2 separate regions of the Sus scrofa genome follow, and region 1 is linked to region 2. The links are chromatin contacts, called in public promoter capture Hi-C maps. All regions are on one chromosome and are shown on one strand. The core of a region is the stretch at or near the end of the contact, and the rest is flanking DNA. Distances in the headings are between cores, read along the strand shown. Region 1 holds the start of RPAP3 (RNA polymerase II-associated protein 3). Region 2 holds the start of SCAF11 (protein SCAF11).

Region 1 (7,536 bases), core at 381-2,880, 1.2 Mb before region 2:
TGTAGGTTGCACATGCAGCTTTGATCTGATGTTGCTATGGCTGTGGTGTAGGCCAGCAGCTGTAGCTCCAATTCAACTCCTAGACTGGGAACTTCCATATGCTGTGGGCGCGGCCCTAAAAAGCAAAATGAAACAAAAACAAAAATAAGACCCAATTATATGTTGTAACAAGAAACCCACTTTAAATATAAAAACATATACAGATGAAAAGGAAATGGAAACATTACCACATTAGGAGTTCCCGTTGAGGCATAGTGGTTAGCGAATCTGTCTAGGAACCATGAGGTTGCAGGTTCGATCCCTGGCATTGCTCAGTGGGTTAAGGATCTGGCGTTGCAGTGAGCTGTGGCGTAGGCTGGCAGCTGTAGCTCAGATTCGACCCTTAGCCTGGAAATCTCCATATGCCGCAGGAACAGCCCTAAAAAAAAGCTAAAAAGAAAAAATTATAGGGCTATTTCAGATGGAAAGGTTTATTTGTTTCTGTCTGTTTTCACGGGCTTTTAAAATTATTTTTGTTTTACAATTTTATTTTGTTTTATACTTTTTTTTTTTTTTTTTGCCTTTCAGGGCTGCATCTGTGGCATATACAAGTTCCCAGGCTAGGGGTCTAATCAGAGCTGTAGCCACAGCAATGTGGGATCTGAGCCACGTCTGTGACCTACGCCTAAGCTCAGGCAACGCAGGATCCTTAACCCACTGAGGCCAGGAATTGAACCTGCGTCCTCATGGATACTAGCCGGGTTCATAAACCACTGAGCCACGACTGGAACTCCTGTTTTACAGTTTTAGACTTGCCATGAAAATGAAAGTTCACTCACACAGGAAGCAGAAGCACATAATGTTAAAAGCTTCATGTTCTTTTCACTTAGTGGCTAGGGCACATCAAAAGATAGGTCTTAATACTGACACACGTCCAAGAAAGATTCAGAGATAGATACTTAGAAAAGGAAGGAATTTACTTGCAAAAGTGCAAGGTAGTCAGACTGAAGAACAGATTTGCCAAATACAAGTACTTAAAGATTAAAAAAAACCCTGCAAAATTAGTATAGTTACCATAGCCTGTTCATGGTAGAGAAACAGTAACTTTCCCACATGATTTTCTTTTTCTTTTCTTTCTTTTTTTTTTTTTTTTAGGGCCTCACCCATGGCACATGGAGGTTCCCAAGCTAGGGGTTGAATCGGTGCTGTAGCCACTGGCCTACACCACAGCTCACGGCAACGCCAGATACTTAACCCACTGAGCGAGCCCAGGGATTGAACCTGCATCCTCATGGATCCTAGACAGATTCGTTTCCGCTGAGCCACGACGGGAATTCCCCCACGTGATTTTCATATGCACAAAAGTGATAAAATACGGTTACAAACCAGCAAGGCAAATATTAGGGATAACAGTGGGAGCGATCCAAAGCATTATTCAAGTTATTATTATGTGGGGAATCAGAACAGGCCAGGATGATCCTGCAGTTTTTGGAGTACCTACTGTGAAGCTGGAAGCAGGCAGAGTCAGATTTTGCTTTAACACACCTGTCAATCCTCTAGGCTGATTCCACCCAGAGGAGGAGGGCTCAGCGCACCTGATCTTCTGCGCACGCTCCGTCCTGGCTCCAGGGGGCGGGGCGAGGCCACGCGAGGACTTGTGGGATAGCTCAGGAAGGCGGGGCCGGCGTGAGTAGCTGAGAGTCGGGCGCGGCGGTTGTGGGGCCGGTAGTGGCCTGGTGAGGTGAGCCAGCTTTACGGTTGTCACTTTTTGCGAGGGAGCTACGGCAGCAAGGAGGCTTCTGGGGTCTCCCCGCAGGAGGAGGGTTTGCTGCTGTGGGTACCGGGAGAGACCGAGAAGGCCAGGGCGGGCGGCGGGGGCACCGCGTTGGGGCGGCGTGGCGGTGTCCAGGGTAGCGGCGCACTGGGGAGCGAGTTCGGGAGGCCAGTCCCTAGACGGTCAGCTTTGCTGGGGGTCTCTCCACCCTGGGTGCCGCGGGCATTGGTCGGTTTGTGGTGGTCAGGGCCGCAGACCCACCCTCCCGAGACCTCTGTGGGGCCCGCCCCCTTTCGGCGGGGGTGTGCAATGCTCGCTCGGATGTAGAGTAGAAAGTGATACCTCCAGGCGCTGGAAGTTTCTGGTTGCGTGCCTGGATACAGGTTCTGTGGGAGCAGAGAGGTGATGGGTGAAATGGAAAAGCTTTCTACTTCCTACAGTAACTCAATGCCTTGTTACGCTTTTATTCACGTTTTTTGAGCCCCCCCCGCAAAGCATTGTTCTAGTTTTATTTTTTTCATGAGATGTACATATATGATCAAATATGGGCACTGCCTGAAAGAAGCTTAAACTTTAGTTTCTGGGCCATGACTAGGGGTCTTATCTGTCGTTGCAAACATCTTTTCCTCCAAGAAGAATCATTTTTCTAGTCTCCTCTATCTTTCCCTCCAAACCTACTGCACTTTTTGGGCACCTTGCCCCATCACTCATCCCCTTTCCTATATCTTTTTTTTTTTTTTTTTTTTTTTTAGTTTTTTGAAATATAGTTAAGTTACGAGGCTGTGATAGTTTCTGCCGTACTTCAAAGTGAGCCAGTGATACATGCACACATATCCATTCTCTGATTCTTTTCCCACATAGATTATCACAGTATACTCTGTAGAGTTCTCTGCACTGTACAGCAGGTTCCTGTTGGTCCATGGTTCTGTATACCTCGGTGTGCATATGCCAGTCCCAGACCCCCAGTCCGTTCCCCGCCTCCCCACCTGTCCCCTCCTGTATCTTCTTTTACCCTGTTTCTCACTGCCCCCCTCCACCCATACTCCTGAGCAATTTTAGGTTATGAAAGGCAAAATTATGCTGATCTCCGTTATGTCTTATTTACTCAGCTCATTTTATCTCTGTTCCTAAAAAAATTCCATTAAAACTGTATGTAATCGGGAGTTCCTGTTGTGGCTCAGTGGTAATGAACCCGACTAGTATCCATGGGGATGTGGGTTTCATCCCTGGCCACAATCAGTGGGTGGGGGATATGGCGTTGGCTATGAGCTGTGGTGTAGGTCGGAGATGCAGTTTGGGTCACAAGTTTCTGTGGCTATGGCGTAGGCAGGCCGCTGCAGCTCCAATTAGACCCCTAGCCTGGGAACTTCCACATGCCTTGGATGTGGCTCTAAAAAGACAAAAAACAAACCAAAAAACTGTGTAATCTTTATATGACTAAACAAATTTAACGTACATTATTTCTCCTGTATGATCTCTGCGGTATTTGGCATTGTTAAGTATCTTTTTGAAAATTCTCTTCTGTGACAGTATTCCAAGTTTTCTTCCCAGCTCTCTAGATGCCACTGCTTAGTTTTTACTGGGTTGGCCTGTCTTCCTTGGTTTGTTCCCTAAATGTTAGTGTTCTCCTGTCCCCCCTACCCCCTTTGTCACAGTAGTTAAACATGTCCAAATCCCACAATTGTAGCTTCTTTTTTAAGACCTTTTAATTATTTCACTGTATAACATACTGGTGAAATACCCAACTGTATTTTCTCAAACGGCAAATGAAATGCAGAATAATGTTTTTCTTTGATTTCTGAAAATCTCAGTATCATCTGTGTTTTGGAGGATTTGGTTTCCTACGACATCTATGATTCTGTCCATGAGGATACCAAAAGTGCTTAGTAGTAAAGAACATTTTGCTAAGTTGTTCTGTCATGGGTCCTTGCTCTAAGTGTTCACCTTTTCCTTCTAATCTGGGTGTCAGCACTAGATCATGTGTTTCTTCAATATCATGTACAGGATCTGGCCGAGGGATAGGTTTTGTGTGTTCATATGGAATGTCCACAGAAGGGTGATAGCATGCTGTTGTATCAAGATGATTATCAGTTAGTATGAAAGAAGATAATCTGAAGAGAAAGTGTTTTTAAAATCTGCTTCTAGGTATACCTATATTTCATCCCTTGACTTCTGCTCACCGTGAGCCCATCATCTTGCTTCTCAATGTAGCTTCTATCTTTATGCTAATGACACCCAAATTTATATTTCTAGCCCATATTGTCTATGCTAATGACACCCAAATGTATATTTTGGTAAGTACCTACTCAGTATGTCCTCCTGATGTCCCATAAGAACTCAAATTAAGCTTATCCCAAACAGGAAAATTGTCTTTACACTTGTCCTCCAATCCTGAAACCTCTTTGCTTTTGAAAATTGTAGTCAGGTTGCTGATGGCGTGGCATTGATCCCTGGCCAAGGAACTTCTGAATGGGTTCATGCAAAAAAAAAAAATTATGAAAAGGAGTAAAGGATGTATTTAGGCTAAACTTATAAACTCTAGAGATGAGCAGCCAACCTACCAAAGGCTACTTGCTAATTTCAGTGATTTCCTCCCCATTGCCTTTCATTACATTGCAATGTGGAGACACCCAAACTTGTCTTTTTTTTTTTTTTTTGCATTTATTATTCAACAAATGTTGATCAATTCATTTGAAACATGAAATACTGATTTTTTTTTCTTCTGCATCACTTTAGGCTCCCTTCTTTACTTGTATCTTGGCCATTTATGAAGAGGTAAAAATCATTAATTAGCTAGGTTTCAAAAAACAAATCTATTTAATTTTTAACAAAGGTTGGTTGGTCAGAACTCTGCAGGCCACAATGACTTCAACAAATAAAGCAATTGAATTACAACTACAAGTGAAACAAAATGCAGAAGAGCTGCAAGACTTTATGAGGGATTTAGAAAACTGGGAAAAAGATATTAAACAAAAGGATATGGAACTAAGAAGACAGAATGGTGTTCCTGAAGAGGTAAATTTCTTAACTAAATTCCTGTTTTAGCATCTAGCAAAACTGTTTATTTTAAAGTAAAGTACTACCGGAGTTCCCGTCATGGCTCAGTGGTTAACGAATCCGACTAGGAACCATGAGGTTGTGGGTTCAATCCCTAGCCTCTCTCAGTGGGTTAAGGATCCAGCGTTGCTGTGAGCTGTGGTGTAGGTTGCAGACGAGGCTCGGATCCCATGTTGCTATGCCTCTGGCGTAGGCTGGTGGCTACAACTCCAATTAGACCCCTAGCCTGGGAACCTCCACATGCCTCCGGTGCAGCCCTAGAAAAGACAAAAAAATAAAAATAAAAATAATTAAATAAATAAATAAATAAGTAAAGTACTGCCTTTAAAATGTTTTGTGGAAGTACTGATTAAAATGATTTGCCTTCTGCCAACATTTTGGAACACTCTGCTTTTTAAAGTCTTTGTAACAATTGTATTAACTATGTAAAGACATTTTAAGCCTTAGTGAATAGTTACTGAAAGGAAGACTGTGATAATTCTTAAGGTAGGCGAACACGATCATAAAATATGTAGATTTGTATATATATTATGTATACCATATATAGTTATATATTTAGTGATATATTAGCGAAGAGTATTGCCTTTAAAAACTTAGTACCCAGGCTCAACCAAATGTTTTCCTTAAGACAGTACATTCAAATATATGGATAGCTTTTTCATACTGTATGTAATGATGTGGGGGCAGTTCAGTTTGCTCTTATGCTACTGCTAAATCATTGTACTAAGGCTGAGGAAGTTTTTGAAGTTTGATTATAGGATTGCAAGTTGGATGAATAATTAGAATTTCTAGGTCATACTTTTCTTTTGACTGAACAATGTTCAGTATTTGTCAAGGATAAATTAGACTTTTCAAGCGTAAGTTGTTATAAATGAAGATGGCGAACTGGTATTTCTAACCACTTGAAGATTAAATTAAAAATTACTTTTACTTGAAAATACAATTTAGTGAAAAATTTAAACTTGCTAGTTGTACGGAAAAGTACTAAACCAGTCTCCAAACACTCTGTTGTTTTTCCTCCCGAGAATTTGCCTCCTATTCGGAATGGGAATTTTAGGAAAAAGAAGAAAGGCAAAGTTAAAGAGTCATCTACAAAAACCAAAGATGAAAACACGAAAAACAGGATAAAATCTTATGATTATGAGGCATGGGCAAAACTTGATGTGGTAAGTTAATCCATTTATGTGCTCTTAGTAAAATTTACTCTTAGTATTCGAGTAACTTTTTCTTGGTTTTAGTTAAGAGTCGTGGATTAAATGAAAAATAATGTAATGCTCTTAGGACTTATGTTTTTCTCTTATGATTTTACATGGAATAAAAACTTAATTACATAGCTCTTCAATTACCTAGATTTTTTTTTCTCCTATAGTTCTCTTTCAGTGAGTAGTAGCTAAAATAGCTGAATTCTTTTTTCCTCTTTTTTCTTTCTTTTCTTTTTGCAAAAATAGTTCATGGAGGTCCAGTATACTCTCCACCCAATTTCCCTGAGTAGTTATATCTTATTTAACTATAGTATAGTATCAAAACCAGTAAATGGACATCAATACAATGTAGGTATAGTTCTGGGCTATTTTAAGACTTGTGGATTTGGGTAACCACCATTGCAGTTAAGATACGAAAATATCATTAATTAGCAAATACAAAGATCTCTCTTGTGTTACCCCTGTATAGTTGTACCCACCTCCCTCCTCCTCACCAGAACCTCTAAGCCCTAAGCAGCCAGAATGCTAAGACGGTAATAGTATCAGAAAAGAACGACTCTGCCAGCATCTTTTTTATAGATTGATGGACCTGATGAATTCTGGCCAAGAGAATGCCTTCGTGTCTAGTCTTAGGACTGAGGCCACCTGACAGTGGAAGTAGGGGTATTTTGATCTCAGGAAGGTGAGCTTCACCCTCCTAGACTGGGGTGGTACATGGCTCCCATCTCCCAAAAATGAGCCACAGCATTTCAGGAGAATTAGTTACCATTCGTGCTCTGCCTCATAGCCCTCTAGCCAGGGCTCTAAGCAGCCACTGTCAGGCCAGCCCGTGAAAGGGAACCTGTTGGCCAGCCCTCGCTCATGTGGACTCTGACCCACTTTAAGGGTTGATTTAGAATACACATTCATTGTTAGCATTTTAAAACATGTTCATTATGTAGTATTTGATTCATACAAAATAGTATGTAGAGATACATGTTCTAAAGCCTGATAATAAGACCAATACACGAACCCACCACCCAATATAAAGAGAATTTCTCCAGTTTTTCCAATTCCATTTGAAGCTGCCAGGGTACTACTTCCCTATCCATCTTCTTTTCTCTCCTCCACCTTCAGAGGTAGCCACTATTTTGATTTTTATGTTTATTATTTTCTTTGCAGTTTTCTGTTTTAATGTTTTTATTGAGGTAAAACATTCATACAGTAAAGTCTAAAAATCTTAAGTGTACAGCTTCCTGAATTTTCACTCATGTTCACACCTGAAAAACCACCACCCAGATCAAAATTCAGAACATTTCCAGCATCCCAGAAACCTCCCTTTTCAGCTAATCACCTTCCAAAAGTGGCTGCTCTTGTGATCTCTAATATCAAAGATCAGTTTTGCCAATTTGAAATTTCTTACAAATGTCTTATATAGTATGTACTTTTCTGTATGTGTCTTCTTTTGTTAGCATTGTCTGAAATTGATCTGTATTGTCCAGTATCAGTAATTCGTTCTTTTTCATTGCCGATCAGAATTCTGTT
Region 2 (7,522 bases), core at 1,733-4,232:
GACATATACAGTGACAAAAATCACCACCCTCTACCACACATAAAGCAGAAACCAGCATATGACTATGAGGTCTTCCTGTCTCTACCGCCCAGCATATGGAGCCAGCAGGGTCAAGCTGTGCCACCTACGCCAAACCACAGCAACTCAGATCCACTGCACGCACCTATACCACAGCTCACGGATCGTTAACCCACTGCAGCAAACGAAACCATGGAGCAACTACCAGGAAAATTGGTTTTTTCTTATTTCCATCAGTAGTTTATTCTTCCCAGTCTTTTTCTAATTAGTTAAAAATTAGAGACAGATCTTCTGCTGTTAATAACACAGATAAACCTGGAGGCCAAGTGTAAGAAAGTGAAAATTTTATCTTCTGCTGGTGAATAAATATATCAAAAGATTTGTGTTGTTCAGTTTTGCTGAAATGGTATACTATTATTGTTAATTAAAAATTATAGTTTGGAGTTCCTGTTGTGGCTCAGCAAGTTAAGAACCCAACTAGCATCCATGAGGATGCAGGTTCGATCCCTGGCTCACTCAGAGGGTTAAAGATTCAGCATTGGCAGGAGCTAAGGTGTAGGTCACAGACATGGCTTCGATTCCACATTGCTGTGGCTGTGGTGTAGGCTAGCAGCTGTAGCTCTGATTCGACCCCTAGCCTGGGAACTTCCATATGTCTCAGGTATGGTCCTAAAAAGACCAAAAAAAAAAAAAAAAATTATAGTTTTTAAAATTAAAAAAAATTTTTTTAAAATTTTTTGTCTTTTTTTGCCTTTTCTACGGCTGCTTCCTGTGGCATATGGAGGTTCCCAGCTAGGGGTCTAATTGGAGCTGTAGCCCCTGGCCTACACCAGAGCTGCAGCAACGAGGGATCTGAGCCAAGTCTGCAACCTACACCACAGCTCACGGCAACGCCAGATCCTTAACCCACTGAGCAAGGGCAGGGATTGAACCCGCAACCTCCTGGTTCCTAGTCGGATTTGTTAACCACTGCACCACGACAGGAACTCCATTTACAGTTTTTTTTATTTGGCAAACGTTATCATTTGACCTTTGATTAATTTTTAAGAGAGAACATTTTCCCCAAAAACAAGTATGTAAAGATATTCGTACATAAATTTTTACATAAAAGAATGGCACACTAGAAGTCTCTATCTGGAGTTATACTCCAAGAAGTTGGATTTTCTAGGGTGAGGATTATATATATATATATATATATATATGTAATTATACCACAAAGCTTGGTGACATTCTCATTGTATTCAGTTGAATGGCTCCTAACAATGCTTGTTGATCTGGTTATATCATATAATTTCTTAAGCAAAGTTTTCTTAAGTCATTCTTTATCATATTCTTTATAATGTACTGCTATAAACTTCTCTAGATTATCATTCTTTCAAATACCCAAACACGGTAAAGCCCATTTAAATTCCCAAAGCTTATATCAAAAACTATACATTGTAAAAAACCTCACTTTGAAAATAGAGACAACATTGCAACAACATTGCAAATCAACTACATGCCAATAAAATTTTAAAAATAATAAATTACAAAAAGAGAGACAAGCCTGCCATTCATACACTCCTTCAGCAACTATTTACCAAGTCCTTAATTGAGTAACAGGCACTGTGCCAGGAGCTGTTATTAAGAAGGTATTAAGACATTGTCCCAGTGCTCACAGTGTGAGACTGACCCTCAACAGACCAAACACGAGGCACAAGATGGGGGAGCCAGAGAAGTGAGGAGGGTCATGGCAACCAGCTACCTCGGAGGAGAGAGGCAGAGGGGTGCCCATTCGGCAGGGTCCCGAGAAAGTGAGGAGGAAAAAGTCATCCTGGGCAATGAGGACATAAAGGAAGGGGGCAGACGACACGAAAAAGTGTGAGTGGCAAGGTGGCTACAGCTGAAACTTGGGTGAGCCAAGTAGGTGGGGCGGCCCGGGAAGAGCTCCAGCACACGGTGCGGGGGTTGGGGGGTGATGGCAGGACAGTGGCGTGGACAGGGCGGGGGGCGCTGCCAGGACCTGCTGGTAGAAGAGGGGTGGACACTGAGGGCAGGAAGAGCAGTCAGGAGCCGTGAGGAAACTGTCCGGGAGAAACTATGCGGGTAAAGAGTGACTTTAAAAAAGTCTGAAAGGTATTTTGGAGGTAAAACAAAAGATTTGACGACCGGAGGGAGAAGGAGTGGCACACATGTTCCGTTAGGCGGACTCGGACACTTGCTGGAGTGAATCATTACCTGTCACTATCAACCAACGAGTGGATCATCAAGTTTAATTTTTTGTTGTGGGAATTAAGACACGGGGCTATGCCTAAGTTTGATGAGTCACGTGGGAAACTTCTCCCCTAGGCCTGTTTAAAAAGCCCACCTGGAGGGAAGAGGTGGGCTAACGAGTTCTGGCCACTTCAGCCTCCCCGCAAGATGCGGTTCAGGTGGGCAATGCTGCTGGGTGAACACTCAACCCAAAGCCAAACAACAAACACTCTTCATATCAGATTACCATAAAGAGAGGATAGCAAATGCCGCGCAAACCCCCGCACGTCCAGGTCCCCAAGAGCCTACTTCATTGTGTTTCAAACAGCTTACCCGGTACCGCTGCCAAAGCAGAGCCAGCAGCGGCGCTCCACGCACGGCGCATGCGCAGGGCCCGCGGCGTGGGGGGAGAGCCGGGCACTGAGAATGTTTCCCAGAAGCCACTAGCCGCTGTTTTCCCTCCCGCTCGCAGGCCACGGGACGTGACTCCGCCCGTCACGTTCCTCTGGCGCAAAGGGTGGTTTGCCAGCGCCCCCCTGCGGTCCGGTTGATTGCTGCGACCTTGCTCGCAGGGCTAGAGCGAGCAAATGAGTTGGGAAAGCGCCGACCGTCCTGCTGCCGCTGCCGCCGCCGCCGCCGCCGCCGTCGCCACCGTAGCGCGTCGACCAGTGGAGGCGCCGCTGAGCTGAGAGGAGCAGAGCGGGAGGGAGGGGGAAGGGGACGCGCGGAACGGGGAGGGAGGAGGCCCGGCGAGGAGCGGGGGAGGGGGAGCAGCGGTGGCGCAAGACGCGCGGAGCAGCGCAGCCCGGGTCCGCTCCCTGCTTCGCCGCCGCCACCCGCCCCAGCCAGCAGAGCCGGCGCCCCAGCGGCCCCCGGAACACCTGAAAGCGGACGAAGGAGTCCATGTTGGGGAACTTGGCGGCGGCGTGACGGGGACCTAGGGACCTGCATTGGGGCCGCCGCCGGAATCCCCGCGCCTCGACCTCGGCCTGAGGTAAACACCGGCCGACCCCAGGGGTGGACTGGCGCGGGCCGCTCTCGGGCGGGGTGGGGGTTACGCGCCGGCGCAGGGCGGGGGAGCGGGCCCGGGGCGACGCGGGAGGGCGCACAAAGTTTCGGAATCCCGCGCGGCCCAGGCGGCGTCCTGCGCTCGGAGGAAAGTTGGAGCTGCCTCTGGAGGCGGGGGAGGTTGCGGCGGGCAAGGCCCCCCTTGCCTCTCGCCACCCGGCGAGGGAGGCCGCGCTTGGGCCGCCGCCGCCTCGCTGTCGGTACCCCGTCCCATTTCCTTCTTGTGGCCTACCCGCCTCCCGTCGGCGGAACCAGTCCCCGCCCGGGGGTCCTGGGGGAATGGGTTGAGGTTAGAGGCTCGGCGACGGAGTCGCCACACGGACACCCCCCTCCCCGCGGTGGAAACGTGTCCTGCTGGGCTTCCGGGCGCTCCCCGACCCCCGCGCCCGCTTGACTTGCGAGACTTTGCTTTTGTCGGTAGCGTCCAAGCTCGCTTGTGAAACCAAACTTTACTGCGCCGTGACCTCTCGGAGTGCGCGACCAGGGCAGAGCCCGCACTTGTGAGCACCCGCGTCACCCCGTGCCCTGAATTTCAAACTCTTCTTCCACCCCCAATTTCTAAACCAGTTTCCTGGGCTGACAACAAAAGGGCCAGGAGATCTAAACTTAGCTCCATCAGGCGTCCCTCCTCAGATACAAGGAATTTTGAATCTTTAAAGACGCTGCTTACAAATGGATGTCTGTCTTGCCCCCCCCCCAACCCCCCGTATTTTGAAAAATTGTGTTAAAGTAAGCGCCTGATTTGGAGTAGTTGATTAAAGCATTCAGATTCAAATGTGGAATTTTAAAATATCCTCAAAGTGTTTCTGTGCCGTATTACGTATAGTGCCTACGAGTTGAGCTTTTTTCATTCATTTTGGCTTTCATTTTGACATCTTTATCATACTATCTGTGAGCTAAGATTTTTTAGGCCAAACTGACCAAAAAGTTTTTAATATAATGCTTTGGCTAGTACAGGCTGTTCTTAAATTTTTGCAGTTTTGGAAATTAACTGAATATTGGAAAAAGCGTATTTAAAAGGTGTTTCTTCATTTTAAAAGAAAAGCTAATTCATGCATATTACTACTTAACCTCAGTCGCAGGATTTTGAAACACATTCTTAAAATAACTGCTAGTTTTTGTGTTTTGTTGGCATTAAAATTTTGATACATAATCAAGTGTCTTTCCAGACCATTGCTTTCTCTTTCCTGTTCGGCAGTTGGCTTAATCTTTTTTTTTTTTTTTTTTTTTTTTTTTTTTGCTGTTGGCTGAGAGCTGAAATTAAAAGTTTATGGGACTTTCGTTTTTCTTGTTTTAACTTACTGTCCATAAGAATTGAAATTTTTAAATTGTTCTGGATTTCTTTTTGCATGATACTATTTTATCAAAGATAATTGGAATTTATGTTTTGTTTATGCAATGTGAAGGATTTATTTAATATTAGCCCTGCTTATTGTAACTGCACTTTTTTGCTATAATGTATTTTGGTCTTACAAGTATATAGTTTTACATTCAGATAGTGACCTTTTGTTGCCTGAGAATTTGAGTACATCTTCACATTTTGGCCGTGTAAGATTTGGATGTCTGCTTACTCCAAGGGTACTCATGTACTGTTCTGTAAAGACATTCTTCAGTATGTTAAGGGGGAAGAAATCTGTGAAAGAAAATGGAAATTGTTCCTAAATATGCTGCCTGAAACATGTGTCATGGAGAAATTTTTAAGGGGAATTTTTTTGTATGCCTTTAGGTGGTGGTAATGGGGGTCCAGGAGATTGAAACTCTTTAGGGGTCACTCAGCTTCCCCATAATCCTTTGGATACTAACCAATACTTAGGCAGTTTTCTTTAAAGTTGTGCTGTTAATCAGCAGAGATGGGATGAATCAGGGCTGTTACATGATGATGTTGATTTGTCATCAGTAGCATCTTAATAAGAGAATTCAGTATTACACTACTTCTCTACCTTTTTTTAGGTACATCAGTGAAAAATAGTCATAAAACCTAACTGGAGTGGCTGGCGTAAAGGTGATAGTCAGTGTTTGAATGATTTTCGTTGTAACTTCCTTTTAGTAAACTCTACCATTATTTACTCTTGTCTTTAAGTGAAATTGGATCTTGATTTACCTTGCCAAATGAAATAAAAATTTTTAATTATATTCTTAGTCCCAAAGAATAAATTAATAGCTTTGCACCTTATTTTACATCTGAATGGTGATAAATGTTAGTAGCACTAAGTACAGCCCAGTGTTTAAATATCTTGAATCATTTTATTGCTCTTCCCAAAACTCATCTTTGCATTGTTGCGGTCCTTGCGTTTCTTTTTTCTTTTCTTTTTTTAAGTTGTGGCTTTGTAATTCCTAATACTTAATTACATAAAAGTTCGATATAAGATGTAAAAACAACACTCATCTATCACTTGCAAAATAGCATCCCAAAAAGTCTCACTATGACCTTTGTTCACCTATAGTCTTTAATACTCAATAGCCAGAGTGATCCTGATAAAATAAATCAGATCAGGTCACTTCTCTTCTCAAATGGCTTCCCTTCTCAGTCATAGTAAAATCCATAGTCCTTATTATGGTCTACCAGGCTCTCTAACTTCATTACCTCACTCTTTCTCTAGCCACAATTCTGCTCTGCTGTTGAGGTTTTCTTTGACTCTTCTGTGTAAGACAGCACGCCTTCCTCTTATATTTCTTAGCTCTTTTTTAGCCAGATTTTTCTCCACTGCACTTATTTTCCAAGATACTGTGTAATTTACTATTTTATTTTTTTCTTCAGTTTAATACAAGTTCTGTGAAAATGGAATTTGTCATTTTGGGTCACTGTTTGGTCCCTAAACAGTAAACAATGTCTGACACATTGTAGGTGCTTAAATAGTTCATGAATTAACATGTTTTCAGCTAGAAACATTAAAGCATTAAAAAAAGTAATTGTGGTTTGAAACGTTATACAAGTCTCATTCTTTTGCATAAATTGCTAAGTTACTTATATCCATGCACTATGATCAGTTCAGTTTAAGGGAGCATATGACAGAATGTGACCCTGAAACTGAATTGCCAATATAGAAGGAACTAAGATGCTTAACCAACTGTAGAGTGGTATAACTTACTGTTAGAAATGTTGTCATTACAAGTCAGATTAGTCTTATTTTTAGTAGTTTCAAAAGGCAGAACTAATATTGTGGTGATGACTGTGGAAAAGGAGGAGAGACAACAAGAGTGGATGTGGGAAAATTAGTTAAGGCTTTTGCAGTAGCAGTCCAGAATAGACGAGGATAGCTTGAAATAGGCTGAGAATTGTGGAGATGGACAAAAGTGAATGACGTTTGTGATCATTAGGCCTCAGTTGATGGACAGAAGGTAAAGGAGAGAGAAATTTCCTGTGTCCTGAGTTCTACAGCTGAGTTCATGGTGATACCAAATAAAGATCAAATCACTTTTGAGTCTAACGTGGTGGGTTTGAAGTACCTTTGGAGCTTTCAAGTGGAAATTTCTGTAGGCAATTAGATATTTCATTCTAAAATTTAGAAGAGAACTGTGGCTGGAAATAGAAAATTAGAGTCTTTTATATAGGTTGTTGAAACTATGGGGAGGGGACTCTAACTTGGAAAAAAGTTTCTAAAATCAATCACAGTGGCCTCTAAAAGAAAAAAGAAAAAAGCTTGTTGGAGGAATGTGAGCTCCTAAAGAATACTGTGAAGGTCTGAGAAGTAGGAGCTGAGCGTGGTATTATAGAAGCCAAAGGAAGAAAGTAGTTCAAGTGGATGGATAGTCAGTAGGGTCAAGTGTTGATGACAGTTTAATAAGGTTAGAGCTAAAAGATTTTTCTTTGAATTTAACAACATGGAGCTTTTGAACAAACACTGATGCTCTTGTAATTGCTTAACTAGTTCTAAAAGTACAGAGGTCAGAGTAAGACATTACCTACTCACATTACAGAAGAGATCTAATGTTTATCGGATATTTATTATGTGCCACATATGCTGTTCTAGACATTTTGCATGGATTTTCATTTGATCTTTTCAGCAGCCTTGCAGTTTAAGTGTATCAGTCCATTTTACAGAAAGGAGTCGGAGGCTCTGGAGAAGTTAAGCAGTCAAATGACTTGCTAAGTGTCAGAGCACTTGCTGAGGATCCATATCCAAGTCCATCTGACTCTTTGGCCTTTAGTTGGTCATTTGTAGCCTCCCAAAGTGCATCAGTATTGTCTAGTAGTAGACCTTCC

Evidence for each region. Promoter capture Hi-C pulls out the DNA fragments that hold promoters and counts their contacts.
Region 1: a promoter capture Hi-C map of liver shows a contact between it and region 2, with 4 times the contacts expected there. The contact joins the promoter of RPAP3 here to the promoter of SCAF11 in region 2. A contact is called at or near these places in 1 of 5 promoter capture datasets (liver) and 1 of 2 datasets of contacts at active chromatin or transcription factors (skeletal muscle).

The regions. Positions count from the first base shown.
Region 1 is chr5:78,060,346-78,067,881 of Sscrofa11.1, reverse strand. RPAP3 (RNA polymerase II-associated protein 3) reads left to right here and starts at 1,630. Exons shown (of 18, transcript XM_021092589.1): 1 at 1,630-1,720; 2 at 4,587-4,768; 3 at 5,836-5,976. The coding sequence starts at 4,616. It overlaps LOC110260775 (a long non-coding RNA gene), which reads right to left and starts at 2,448. Exons shown (of 3, transcript XR_002344182.1): 1 at 1,525-2,448.
Region 2 is chr5:76,872,111-76,879,632 of Sscrofa11.1, reverse strand. SCAF11 (protein SCAF11) reads left to right here and starts at 2,982. Exons shown (of 15, transcript XM_021092989.1): 1 at 2,982-3,244.